Linked DNA regions of Rattus norvegicus: all the other regions are linked to region 2. The links are chromatin contacts, called in public Hi-C maps. All regions are on one chromosome and are shown on one strand. The core of a region is the stretch at or near the end of the contact, and the rest is flanking DNA. Distances in the headings are between cores, read along the strand shown. Region 1 overlaps Tle3 (TLE family member 3, transcriptional corepressor). Region 2 holds the start of Tle3 (TLE family member 3, transcriptional corepressor). Region 3 has its middle 58 kb from the start of Tle3.

Region 1 (4,058 bases), core at 503-3,002, 44 kb before region 2:
GGAAAAAGGTAATTAAAACACAACAATCAAACCAACCTTTTTAAATAGTAACTTTTAAAAATATAAAAAGCTTCATTACAATGATGTTTCAATTTTTCTTTTTTCTTCAGGAATAACTCTCTTCCACCCTAACCCTCCCTTCTGGCTAGAGCCTTAACAAGTGGTGGCCAGTGATCATCTGAAACCCAGAGACAGATGGACAGACTCCAGACAGGCATGTCGACATGCCTCTCAGGAAGGTGCGGGGTGCCACGGTCTTTCCATGTCCCAACATACATCCTGTTCGGGGCAGCCGCTCAGTTGGAGCACTGGAGATGGGCAGGTTTTAGACACCCTCATCTTTCTTCCCAGACTGAGTCCCACATTATAAAATAATCCATAAAAATGCAATATAAAAACTCTCTTCCATATGCTACATCCATGGAAAGCCCACCAGCAGGGCTCACACGGTCTTTAGCTTTTCTTTAATAAAACAACAAAAGACCAAAACAAAACAAAGCAAACCTAATACCACAAACATTGGTACCCTAGGGGTGATATCTGCAGATGACATTCCGTCTGCCCCAGCCCCCAGCCCGCTCCCCCGCCCATCTTCTTAGACTTACGACCCTGGGGGTCACCATATCCCCGGCTTCAGGGAGCAGAAAGGGCTGAGAGCAGGAAAGGGGAGACGGCATCTTATCAAAGGATATCACTTCTAATTATTTTTATTCAAATTAAAAAAAAAAGCACCCACACCAGTTGCTGTTTTTCTCTGGTAGCTCCCTGAGCTGAGTCGCTTGTCTCCCTCCCACCCCCATATGGAATCCTTTCTAGGCTGGCGGAGGAGAGTCAGAGAGGGAGTTCCCTTGAACTTCCATTCCTCATCACAATGATTGAGTGTGCACCAAAGAGAAAGATGGGGTCCAGTGGGAGAGGCGAGCGGGGGGAGGGGGGCAGAAAGAGATGGAGGTCAGGAGGTGTGAGGGCAAGGCAAGAGAAGATGGAGCAGAGAAACCCACAGGAAATCCTCGCTGTTCCTGTGGATAATAGCCCAAGCTGGCCCATCCCAGTACTGTCTGTCCATCAGCTTGTCTGTCCATCTGCCTATCATTCCATCTGAAGATGGTGCTAAAACCCGTGTGGAGATATACTTCAGTCCCAGTGGGCCAGGCTGGTTTGCCCATCCCCAGGAAGCTTCTCATTCCACTCCCCGACTCTCTATCTCTGCCTACTTTCCCCACAGAACATCTGTTTAAAAAAAATCTTAAGAAAAGAAAGAAAGAAAAGCCACCACCGCGAGTGGGTTACAAATACAGCAGGCAAAATACACGGCGAGCACTGGTGGGAAGGGGCCTCCTCCCTCACTGGCCAGTCAGCAACCACAGTCTCTTATTTACATTGTTCACAAACCTTGTGCACTGCACAATCAGAACGAGGCGCCCCTCCCCAGAAACAACAATGTCTACTCCAGCATGCCCCCAACCCGGAGTAGGGAGGGGACAGATCAGACAGGGGAGGAAGAGACAGAGACTCATGAGGGTGTCTGTGTGGGAAACGAAAGCAGAAGCCTCCAGAGAAATCTAATTGAAGCATCTGCCAGCACTGGTGAGGGGGAGAGGAGAAAGTCCTTCAAGTCTGTCAGACACAGCAATCCACAAAGGGGCGTGCGTCCTCTCCACCTTCCGGAGGGCAGCCCCACAATGCTGTCCCTCACTCTTCTGCCATCCTCGGGGCCTGGCCAGCATCTCCCTGTCAGGGCCGCGTGGGTGTCTCCCAGAGTTTGACAGGCCTCTTAGAGTCCTTGTTCAGTAGATGACCTCGTAAACTGTGGCCTTCTTGTCACCAGAGCCCGTTACAATATATTTGTCATCCGCTGAAATATCACAGCTCAAGACGGACGAGGATTCTTTAGACTGGAGGGGGAAGACAAGGAGAAGCAGGAAGACATTTAGTGTGGGGAGAAAACAGGAAGTCACTCCCTGGCACTCCAGGGGCCCTGAACGAAATCACCTACTCTGTAGCTCAGGTTGGAGCAGGTACTGGTAGAAAGAGGCCACTTCCTCTAGGGCTTGGAGTCCCTCCCACCCGCTTCTTCATGTGGAACAGCTCCTGAGCTGGCTGTCATCTGATCTTCCCCAGGTTTAAGGGGGGAAAAAGGACACTTAGCATAAGCATCTCTGCTAAGTCTACTGATGGAAAGGAGCATCTCAGAGCTGCAGCAGCAGCAAGAGACAGTTCCAAGGGACACGTGGGGCACATGGGACCAGACATTGAAGCAAGAAGCTGAAACGGGCTTGTGTGTGTCTGTGTGTGTGTGTGTGTGTGTGTTAGAGCAAGAGTGATTGTAAGGAAAAAAAAAGTGATTGTGAGTTGCACTGTGGAGGGTTGTGTGTGTCCGTGAGATGGAGGGCCTCTAGATCTTTAAATCTGTAAAACTGCGTGTCCAGTTTAGCACCTTGTCACACTGATGGCTCGGGTTGGCATCCTAACCCGAATGGGTTTCACTGGATGAAATGGCTACTCCATGGTCCAGCTGCCCAGAGCCAGCCAAGCTCACTGTTTTACTCACCACATTGCCACATAAGTGAGTCCCTTCTTAAATGCTCTTACCCTCAGAGATCACAAAAGCAACAGAGAATGTGTCTTTCTCTAGTCCCCACACCCTTCCCTCTGGGGTCCTCCATCTAGTAAGGGCTAGGTGGGGTATGGGGGTAGCAGATCTGCTCCTAGCTCCAGAGTCCTCCTGAACTGCCTCCTGCTACCCCTCAGCCCCATCGCTGTGGGCACATACTGACTTAGGAGGAAGATCAGGAGTGTACCTGGAAGATGCTGGCTCCGTAAGGCGTCCTCCAGGCATTGAGAAGGTTGTCTTTCCCAGTGCTCACAAACCACTTGCCTGAAAGTCGAAGCAAAGAAGCCCTCAGACTGTGGCCTGTGCAGCAGGAGCCAGCCCAGCTGTGTCTGCCCCTCATGGTGTTTCCACACCAGACATGCTTAACCAGGGTTAATGCTTGCTGTTCCCCACTCCTGAAGAGCAGTTACAAGCACAGCACATAAAGGACACCTTGCCCAGGAAACAAAATTCAGTTAACTGTGTTGAGCACGTCTCTGAAAAGATCCCTGGCAAGGCCACTAAAGTCAGCTAGTCCTTCCCAGTCTGTGAGTGGAAGGTGGAGAGAGCACCAGAAGCAGCCAAAACCCAATAGTCAGAGAGGACTTTCCTCCCAGGGGGCTCTTAACTGTGGCTCCAAACATCCCCCAAAGCCACGGGCTCTTCCAAGCCAGTTTCTCTGAGGCTAAGAGTTTGCACCATGTGTCCGAATAGAAACCTGTGGCCATAACCTTCAGAGAAGATCCAGGTCAACAAGGAGAGCCTTTGGCCTAGAGCCTTTGGCCTACTGTCCTGAGAGTGACATCTATATCCAAGAGACAAGGATGGGGACAAGAAAGGTACTTTTCGGCTCCAGGACATTAAAGGAGCAGAGGACTTAAGACTGTAGGTCCCCTCTTCCCACACCTTCTACTGGACTGGGCTCCCCATGCTGGCTGGCTCTCAGGGCTTACCACAGTAGGCAAACTTGAGGGACAGCACGCAGCTCTCGTGCAGATGCAGTTGGTACTTGTCCGGCTTGGTGTGGTGCAGAACCTCTACGTTGCTGCTCTCCATGCCCACGGCGAGCCACTCCCCAGTGGGGCAGTAACCCAGGGAGAAGATCTGCAAGGACAGACAGTTCAGTGCCCCTCTGCCCACAGGACTGGAGCAGCCCCCTAAGCAGGGTTAGCTCCTCACTCCACCCTCTCCACTTACAAACCAAATCCAATAACCAGCAGTCTGCTGCCCCTCCATGCTACCCCAGAGATGTCATCTGTATCCCATTGAGGAAGCTGGCTCTGGAGGGTAGAGCAGGAAGGGCTGCAATTCCCAGACACTGTGCTCAGCTCACTCCTTAAGAAATTGGCAATGACTATACTCCACGTTAAGGTACTGTTAAAATAGTGAAGCAAATCTAACAAACAAGAAATATCAAGGCCCAGGGGCGAGGTTTGCAGGAGGCCTGAGTCCGGTGCCCACACCA
Region 2 (3,903 bases), core at 809-3,308:
GTGGGTTTGTTTCTCTTTCTGCCCGGGCTCCAAGTGGCAGGGAAGAGGAAGCCGAAGAAGAGAGCCCTTCAGGGGACTGTCCTGAAGCTGGGCCTAGCTCTGGCCTTCGACTGTCCCAGCTGGACCCTAAGCCTGGGTGCCCTGCCCTGCCCTCCCTTCTCCCTGCAGCGGGTTGCCTCTCACCATCACATAATGGCGCTGCATCTCTGTCTTCTCGTTCGCCAGCTTGTCGTACTCCACTTTGAGGCTGTGAGGGCAAGAGAAGGCTCTCAGTCCTGGTGCTTACATGGTCCCCTTCGAGACCCGGACCCTAGGGACTCACAGAGCCACTTCACTTGCCCGGCACTCTGAGTACCCCCATTATCCAGCATCCTCAGGACAGTGGGAATGGGTGCCTACCACCCGGAGCCTGGCCGTACCAACTCCAAACTTCTCTTGATCTGACGAGGGGACTCGCCTCGGCCACGCGGGGGCGGGCCCGGACGCTGGCGCAAGACCCCGACCCTCGACAGGACGGGCTTTGGGAGCTGGGCGACTGCGGAACGCAAAGGGTTAAGGCTGTGCGCTCCGAGAGGGGAAACAAAAGGCGGAGGCCCTGCGGCCCCGCAGTCGGGGGTCGACGTCCCCTTCGGGCCCTGCGGGGGGTAGCAGGAGCGCGCCAGGCCGCCCTCCACGTCAGCCCGGGCCCACCCCCCACCCGCCTTACCTGTGATACTGAGCTTGCAGGAACTGGAATTCGTCTTTGATCCTGTCACAGGACTCGGCCACAGTGAATTTAAATCCTGGCTGCCCGGGTTGATGGGGTGCCTGGAGCCCACAAGGACGACATAGGGGAGAGGAGTGGGCACATCAGAAGGGCTCCACGCGGCCCCGTGCATCCGCTGGGTCCCTGGCCCCTCCCCGCCGGGAGCCACCGGCAAGGCCACCACCCCACAGCCCAGAACCTTCCCAGCAAGTTTTTCAACGCTCTCCCGACAGGACCGGGAAGCGGGCATATCGACCACCCCCAAAGCCAGAAGGGCTCCCGTGGCCAAGTGCCGAGGGAGCGAGTTGGAAGACTTAGGAGAGGGGCCCAGGGCGGGAGCCCACGTTCCCCTCCAACGCAGGCCGCCCGGGCCACTCGAGCGCAATTACCCTTGGCTCTCTACGGCGCCCCCACCCACCCAGCCCCTTTGTGTGAGCGCACACACACGCGCGCGCACCATAAAGGTAGCAACAAGCAAAATGGAGGTGCTAGATAAACTGCCTCGTTTACCCTGCCATGATAGATGCTTAAATAAGCCTACTTGCAATTACTCACCGGATGTCTGCCTTGCGGATACATGGCAGGGAGGGGTCGCGATTCCGAGAGCTTGGAAGCGCTGAGAGCCCGAGCCGGGGACGTGCGGGGGAGGGGGGAGGCGAGCCCGAGCGGGGGGCGGCCGGGGAACCGAGAGCTCGCCCCCGGCCCCCCCAGCCCGCTCTCGCAGCGAAATCCCAGAGTCGGGCGTGCGCCCCAAGTGCAGACAAAGAGCGGCGGAGCGAGCGGCAAAGTCGTCGGCGGGCTCGCGCTTTGTGCGCCTAAGGCTCGGCCGGCTGCGGCCGGCCACCTTCCCCCGGCTGCGTGGACAGTGTCAGAAGCCGGGTCTGCGTGGACATCATCGGCTCCCTGGCAGCTCCAGAGCAGGATCCCGAGGCCCGGAGGTTGGGGGGTGGGTTTCTCTTGTCCCCTCACGGGTCAATCAGCACGATGAGGCTGGAGGGGGGGGGGCGCGTCTGGGCAGCTCGGAGCATCCGGGGCGCGCGGGTCAAATCCCAGAGGCGGTCGGGCCCGGAGTCGCGGGGAGAAGAAAAAGGAAGCAGGCCACCGAGGTGACGGCTTGAGGACCGTGGGTGAGGGCTAGAGCCCAGCGAGGGCGCTTCGACGCCCCCCCCTCCCCTCGGAGAAGAGAGCCTGCTGCTCTGTCTGCTCCAGCCGCCGCCGCCAGTCCTTCCCAGGGCCGAGGAGGAACTCCGGGTTAGTCGGTGCAAATAATGGGCCGTGGCATCCTAACTCCAGCCGGCATAGGAAGCCTCGGCGAAGGGGTCTTCTTTGCTCTCAAGTGAATCGGCTGCGTCTCCGGCGGGGAGCGGTCGGCGTCCCTGCTGCCTAGGAGCGCGCAGGCTGGAGAGCACCGGAGGGGGAGACGTAGCCTGAGCCCGGGAGCTCTGCGGCTTCTTTCCTTCCTCCCAGCCTGGCTCTCCTCTCCGCGCCCCGCCAAACCCCCAAAACACACAAACACACGCACTCAACACACACACGTACACGCACTCAAAAAAAAAAAAAAAGTGGCTCGGACCTGCGGATACCACACACAGACAGGCGAAGGGGGCCGAGCACGAGGTCTGAACTGCCGCGAGAGCAGTTCCAAATAGGGACTGAAAAGTAACAAAATAATGTGGCGGCTTCGCCTAGCGTTGGCCAATGGGAATGCGAGGCTCCCACGTGGGGCCACGGGACTCGGACTGCGACTGGGCGCCGCCGGGCGCGACGTCACAATGCCCTCTTGTGTCTAAAACTATGCATGAAAAGTAGCAATCAGGCCCTACCCGCTGGTGACTTTCGCTTGGGAGTGAAAAACAGCGCTCCTCACATCAGGAATTAACCGAAAGACATATAATAAATAGATATATATTATAGTCCTGGGCAGCTAGGTTTTTTTCCTCTTTTTTTTTCCCACGATCTAGTAGCAAATAATTATTTGGCGGGAGGGGAGAAAGAGAAAACGAATAACAACAAAAGGGGGAAAAAGGACAAGCTGTACAATCCTTAAAACCTGTGGCTGGTAGTAATGGATCAGTTGATTCTGCAGAGGCGGCGAACGATTGCTCCCCTCTAATCTCATTAGGGTTGCAAAGCAGCCCAATTAGATACTATAAAACAAACAGAATCACTTTGTCAGTTTAATGTTTTCACTTCAAAAGATTTAGGACCGATAAAATGCTGGCTCCCAAAGTTACCTCCGACCTCTAAGACTGTTCTCCAAACTGAGTTTCTCTTTCTTTTATCCGTTTCTGTCCCCTCTCCCACCCTTGGGCGCCCTGCTTTTCTCCTTTGTTCATTCGCCCTTCTTCTCAGAAAGCCAAATAAACAGCGCCTCTGATGCACGGCGGCTGCCGGCGAGGGGGAAGTCTGAGAACTCTGGCTTGGCGGGCCGCGCAGATGGAAGGGCCCGGCTGTCTGCGGACAACTGGCTCAGTAGTGCGGCTAGCCCCACTTGGGGCTTTTGCCCTTTGGGGACAGCTACATCCTGGCCGCAGCCTTGCCAAGGCGGTTTCCTCAGCTGTGCTCCGGGCCCGAGATGGTGAAGAAGGGAATGCACGAAGTTGGGGCCCTCCCGGCTACGACCCTGAGTCCCGACCCCGTTTCTTGGCCTGCTGGTCTGCCCGGGCACATGCGTCGACAGCCACCCGTAGAAGAGCGACTGCGAGCCTGGAGTGGCCACGGTCACCAGCCTCGACACCCAAGGAGGAATAAACATTCGACTCTGGGGCCCAACTAAATGCTCGCAGACAAGGGTCACGTCGGGGCACACTGCCCACCCTATGTCCTCGGGCCTCGGAGAGGCAACGCCGAGTGGGCCGCCCAGGTGTCCTCGGGTCCCTCCCCGCTTTCCCACCGAGCTTGCACGCAAGCATACACTCCTGGCCCGCTGCGGGCGCGCGCGCCTCGCGCGCCCCCGGAATCTATATTTTCCCCTCATTAGGAGCCTGAGTTTCGCGTTTGCATCTTAATGAGTAGCTGGGAGCGCGCGGGGACCTCCACGTGAGCGGCCGCCCCGAGATGGAGCCTCTCAGAGCCCGCTCAGGCCTCGACCGCGCTCCCCTCTTCATTTATTTATTCTCCTAAATAAAAACATAAATCGTGTACGATGCGCACCGAAA
Region 3 (4,067 bases), core at 128-2,627, 57 kb after region 2:
TCAGTGGGCTAAGGCCATTGTTTACTGAATGAGGTGAGGGCTCCGGACAGGTCTAAACTTGCCTGTATCTGAGCCGTGCCTTCCTCACCCATCTTGTCTGTGAGTAACACTGGGGAAGCTCCGCCTCCCCCTCCTCTGGAATGCGACCTGTGGGGACTCTGGCCCAGACAGGATCAATGCCAGCTTGAAAGACACCTTTGGATGACCCCTGGAAAAAAACAAACCAAAACAAACTAAAAAAAAAAACCCAAAAAACAAAACAAAAAAAAACCCCAAACCACCCTTTCCTTGGTAAAATAGAGCATGCAGCAAGCCAGACAGAGTGCAGCAATTTCGTCCCTATTTGACCCCAAACCTGAGTGTCTTGTAGAGTGCACAACCTACCCGGCCTTCCATGGAGCTCTGGCCCATGCCCACTATTGGAGACCCACATTAAAGTTGGCCTCCACAAGTTGCCCATGAGCTACAGTTTGCCAGAGTTAATGCCAGGCCCATCTGTGGATGCTGGGAACTTAGTCAGCTCCAGGCCAACACTGCTCTGCAGGAGTATTCCCTCAGCTCAACAGGAAATCTGGATTTTTCACGTGAATCCTGCAGTTTTCAAAGGTTGGCAAGGAACTCGGTCTCCACCCCCCCAACACCACGCTGGCCAATCTTCCTCAGACCACAGACCACACGGGACAAACCTGAGGGCTGACAGAATTTTACCGTCTCACTTACCCTAGATCCTCCCCAATACAGATGCAAGATGACAGGGTAGTGACATGTTCAAGATGACACTGGGAGCCAGTGACAGCCTGTCCCCACAGCCTTCTCTGGTACCTGTGACCCATGCTGCACCTGCATTTCACAAGTCAGCATGGATCGCACACACACCTCCTGCCTGGCCCTGGCCCGAGCTGATATTTTTACCAAATGTCACAGCAGTTTGCAGGAAGGCCCAGGGTCTAGCTTGAGCCAGTGAATTACGATTGCTTGCCAGAGGGCTGTAAACACGATCCTGATTAATGAATTTCTTAATGGCTGGGCCCTGGGTGCAGACCTTGCCTGAGTGTCACCCCCGGCAGACACATAAGGAAGCGTTGGCCCAGCAGTGGGAAGATTTGTGTCACGTCTCTGCCTCTGAAAGGGTGCTCCAAGCCTGCTGGCTCCAGGAGCTAGTAATCAGCCCTCCCTGGCTATAGATCCCCCTGGCTCTGTCTGTGCGCGCCAGCCGCCCTGTGCCTGAAACCGGGGACAGCCTTGATTGATCTTTGGGTGGAAATAGCACTGGCTGACTGCCACCTTGATCTCAGGGAGCTTGAAAATGCCCTTATCTGAATCCAAACACACAGAGAGGAGGCTTCCTCTTGTACTGGTTTGAGGACGCCCTGCCTGAGATCTGAGTCAGAGCAGAAAGCCCTGGAATTTTAAGTTCAGACAGCAGTAAAAGCCTAGTTCTAACCTGTCCAGACTCCCCTACGTTTCAGAAAACACAGAAACTCGGGAAGACCGCCAACCATGGAATGCTCTTGCTGTGTGACTTCAGGCTAATCTCTTGACTGCTCTGGATCTGTGTCTTCTCAAACAGAAAGGAAAGGTCCTCGATGGACTTTGTTCAGTCTGCACGAAGTGCAGCAAAAGAGATGAGGCCAAAGCTAACGGTAGAGCTGGGGTGACAAATAAGTGACCCATGTTCCCTGCTCTCTGTTCCTGCACCAGGGCCAACCCCAGTGATCAATTCTGGTTGGGACCAGTTTTCATAGCTTCTTTAGTGCAGATCCCTGGGCATCTAGCCCCTGTCAACCTTGATTGTAACACCAAGCAGCAGCCTACTACTGAGCCTCTCTGAAGCCCCACCCACCCACATCCTGGCTTCCAGGGGAAGCCCTTAGGGTACTTCCTACACCGCGCTCAGACACCTACCAAGCTAAGGCCTTGCTAGGCTCTGCAGTATTGGTCCTTCCACTCCACAGTGCACATCAGGAAGTTTACCCAGTTCCCCAGTAGTATACAGGAGAAGGCAGCTGTGTCTCTCTTCCTCAGCTGTGAGAGGCTCTTTACAGGAGAAGATGACGGTGGCAGCTGTCTGGGAGAAAGAAGGGCTGTATTCTGGGTTGGGTGGGCTCAGGCAGCCAGTAGGGATCTGGAGCCCTAAAGCACCCCCTTCCTTAGGCTCCCTAGAGATAAGTGCCTCCCCACTCCTGAGGCCCTCACCCCTGGCCAATTCTCTCAGGCGGACTTTAACATTCCTGAGTTGGGGGTGGCTGTTGACTCCCGGTTGAACAGCTTGCTGCTTGTTTGTGTACTCTCACAGGGACAGCAGCACCCCAACCCCCAACCCCCCAGCTTGCACTACAAGTATTGAATAGCTGCGACAGAGACGCTAACCATGTCCTACAAATTCACTCTCTGCTTTTTCCAGAAAAGTTTTGCCTTAGACCAAAGCCTAAGAAGACAGAGTCCTGAAAGAATTATCCACCCGGTTTCCTGGCTTTGCAGAGAGAAAGAAGTAGGTTACAGAGAAGTTTAGCAAGTGGCCCATGCTCACACAGCAAATGCGCGGAGAGAGTGATCCTGGGGTCCTTCTCTCCCAAGGAAGGCTACTCTTCCCAGAGAGTGGGAATTCCAAGCACAAACTGAAGTCAAGAACACAGGCAATTTGTGGCCTCTGGATTGGCCACTGCTTCCGAAGCCACGGCCTTCCTGGGACACGGTGGACAATATATTTATGTCTGACCATCCGAAGAGGAAGCTGTATGGGGGAGCTTGGGTAATCAAGGTGTCCTTTTAAATCTTAGCTCCTTGACTCACTCGGGATTGTAGCTCTCTGCAGGCAACAGTCTGAACTCGATGTGGCTGAACAGGGAGAGAAAGTTCTCTGAGCATCTCCCCACATGGAGGGGATCCTGGGAGCCACAAAGCAATGAATGAACGGGCTTGCCATTCCCCAAGCCCAACTTCGTGCAAAGATTTATGGTTTGTTGGGTGGCTGAACTGATTTTATTTTTTTTAAGAGATATTTTCCCAGGGGCTAGAGAGATGGCTCACTGGGTAAAGTGCTTGCCAGGACCTGAGTTTGGATCCCAGCATCCATAAAATCTGGGCATAGTCGTGCCCACGTGTAATCCTAGCACTGGTAATAGGAGGTGGAGACCCCAGGCTTACAGTGCAGTTTGCTGGCAGCTAGTCTTGCCCACCAGTGAGCTCTAGGCTCAGGGAGAAGCCCTGTCTGAAAATATAAAGCAATTGTGAGGAAGATGTGCAAAGTTCACCTTTGTCCTTCGTACAAACATACATGGGCAAAATCACCTGCAAACACATGTGCACATATATACACATATACATACATCATACAGTACGCAGTCCTAAGGAAAACCACTCAGGCAAACTCATTAGAAAGTAGTGAATTTTTAAAATGTATACAAAATAAACACTTTACAAAAGACCATGGAACCATTTTCCCAGGAGCCGTTGGCAGGGCAGGGGTTACTATTCCTGCTCAGATCAGATAGGTTTTCACAATAACATGTTTGCAGGATGTGTTCTATACGGTGTGTTTTGTCGCAGCTCATAAATTCCAGTTCCCTTGCTTGAACAATACGGAAACATGGTTGCAGAAAGAAAAGGCAGAGAATGTTGATAGCACAGCACCGAGTTAACCTTTAAAGTCAGAATCAAATACCTGAGTGGAACTTCTACTCTTTCCTGGAAGTGGCTCTTCATGAGCTGATGACTAAAGGCTTACCCATAATCCAACAGGCCAGCAGGAAAACACCAGTCTTTCCAGAACAATCATCTGGGTTTACAGCTTTATGCCATGGGCAGTGTCTTTAACTACTGTCCACTAGCAAGCTCGGTGAGGGGGAAGGCCTAGGCTTGAAATATAAAAAGTGAACTTGCTCTTACGCTTTCCAAGAGACTACATTTACTTCAATGTTGCTTGGAATCTATATGTCGTGCACCGAGCATTGTGGGTAATACAGCCTCACTTCACGGTTGAGCCAGATACATTCACACCCCAGCCCTCTTCCACAGCTCGCCCGATAGTCACACAGGAGTTCTTTGCATGTGCCTGGCTTTGGCTG

Evidence for each region. A called contact is a pair of places that touch in the nucleus more often than the background predicts.
Region 1: a Hi-C map of Schwann cells shows a contact between it and region 2, with 2.5 times the contacts expected there. The contact joins the enhancer-like site here to the promoter of Tle3 in region 2. A contact is called at or near these places in 2 of 12 Hi-C or Micro-C datasets (Schwann cells and liver) and 1 of 1 datasets of contacts at active chromatin or transcription factors (oligodendrocytes).
Region 3: a Hi-C map of liver shows a contact between it and region 2, with 2.4 times the contacts expected there. The contact joins the enhancer-like site here to the promoter of Tle3 in region 2. A contact is called at or near these places in 4 of 12 Hi-C or Micro-C datasets (kidney, liver and mammary epithelial cells).

The regions. Positions count from the first base shown.
Region 1 is chr8:70,795,060-70,799,117 of GRCr8, reverse strand. It overlaps Tle3 (TLE family member 3, transcriptional corepressor), which reads right to left. Exons shown (of 20, transcript NM_053400.2): 18 at 3,547-3,697; 19 at 2,802-2,878; 20 at 48-1,895. The coding sequence ends at 1,788. It overlaps LOC102551666 (a long non-coding RNA gene), which reads left to right. Exons shown (of 8, transcript XR_005488246.2): 8 at 1-575. Among named protein-coding and RNA genes, the nearest start is that of Tle3, 43 kb to the right of the region's middle. Within about 2 kb of position 1,752, at least 6 of the 93 cell types and tissues checked have an H3K27ac peak or open chromatin away from gene starts, as enhancers often do. A contact at or near this core is called in Schwann cells, where this site is marked.
Region 2 is chr8:70,751,932-70,755,834 of GRCr8, reverse strand. Tle3 (TLE family member 3, transcriptional corepressor) reads right to left here and starts at 2,058. Exons shown (of 20, transcript NM_053400.2): 1 at 1,301-2,058; 2 at 707-807; 3 at 184-247. The coding sequence starts at 1,324.
Region 3 is chr8:70,693,736-70,697,802 of GRCr8, reverse strand. No RefSeq gene overlaps it. Among named protein-coding and RNA genes, the nearest start is that of Tle3, 58 kb to the left of the region's middle. Within about 2 kb of position 1,377, at least 14 of the 93 cell types and tissues checked have an H3K27ac peak or open chromatin away from gene starts, as enhancers often do. A contact at or near this core is called in liver, where this site is marked.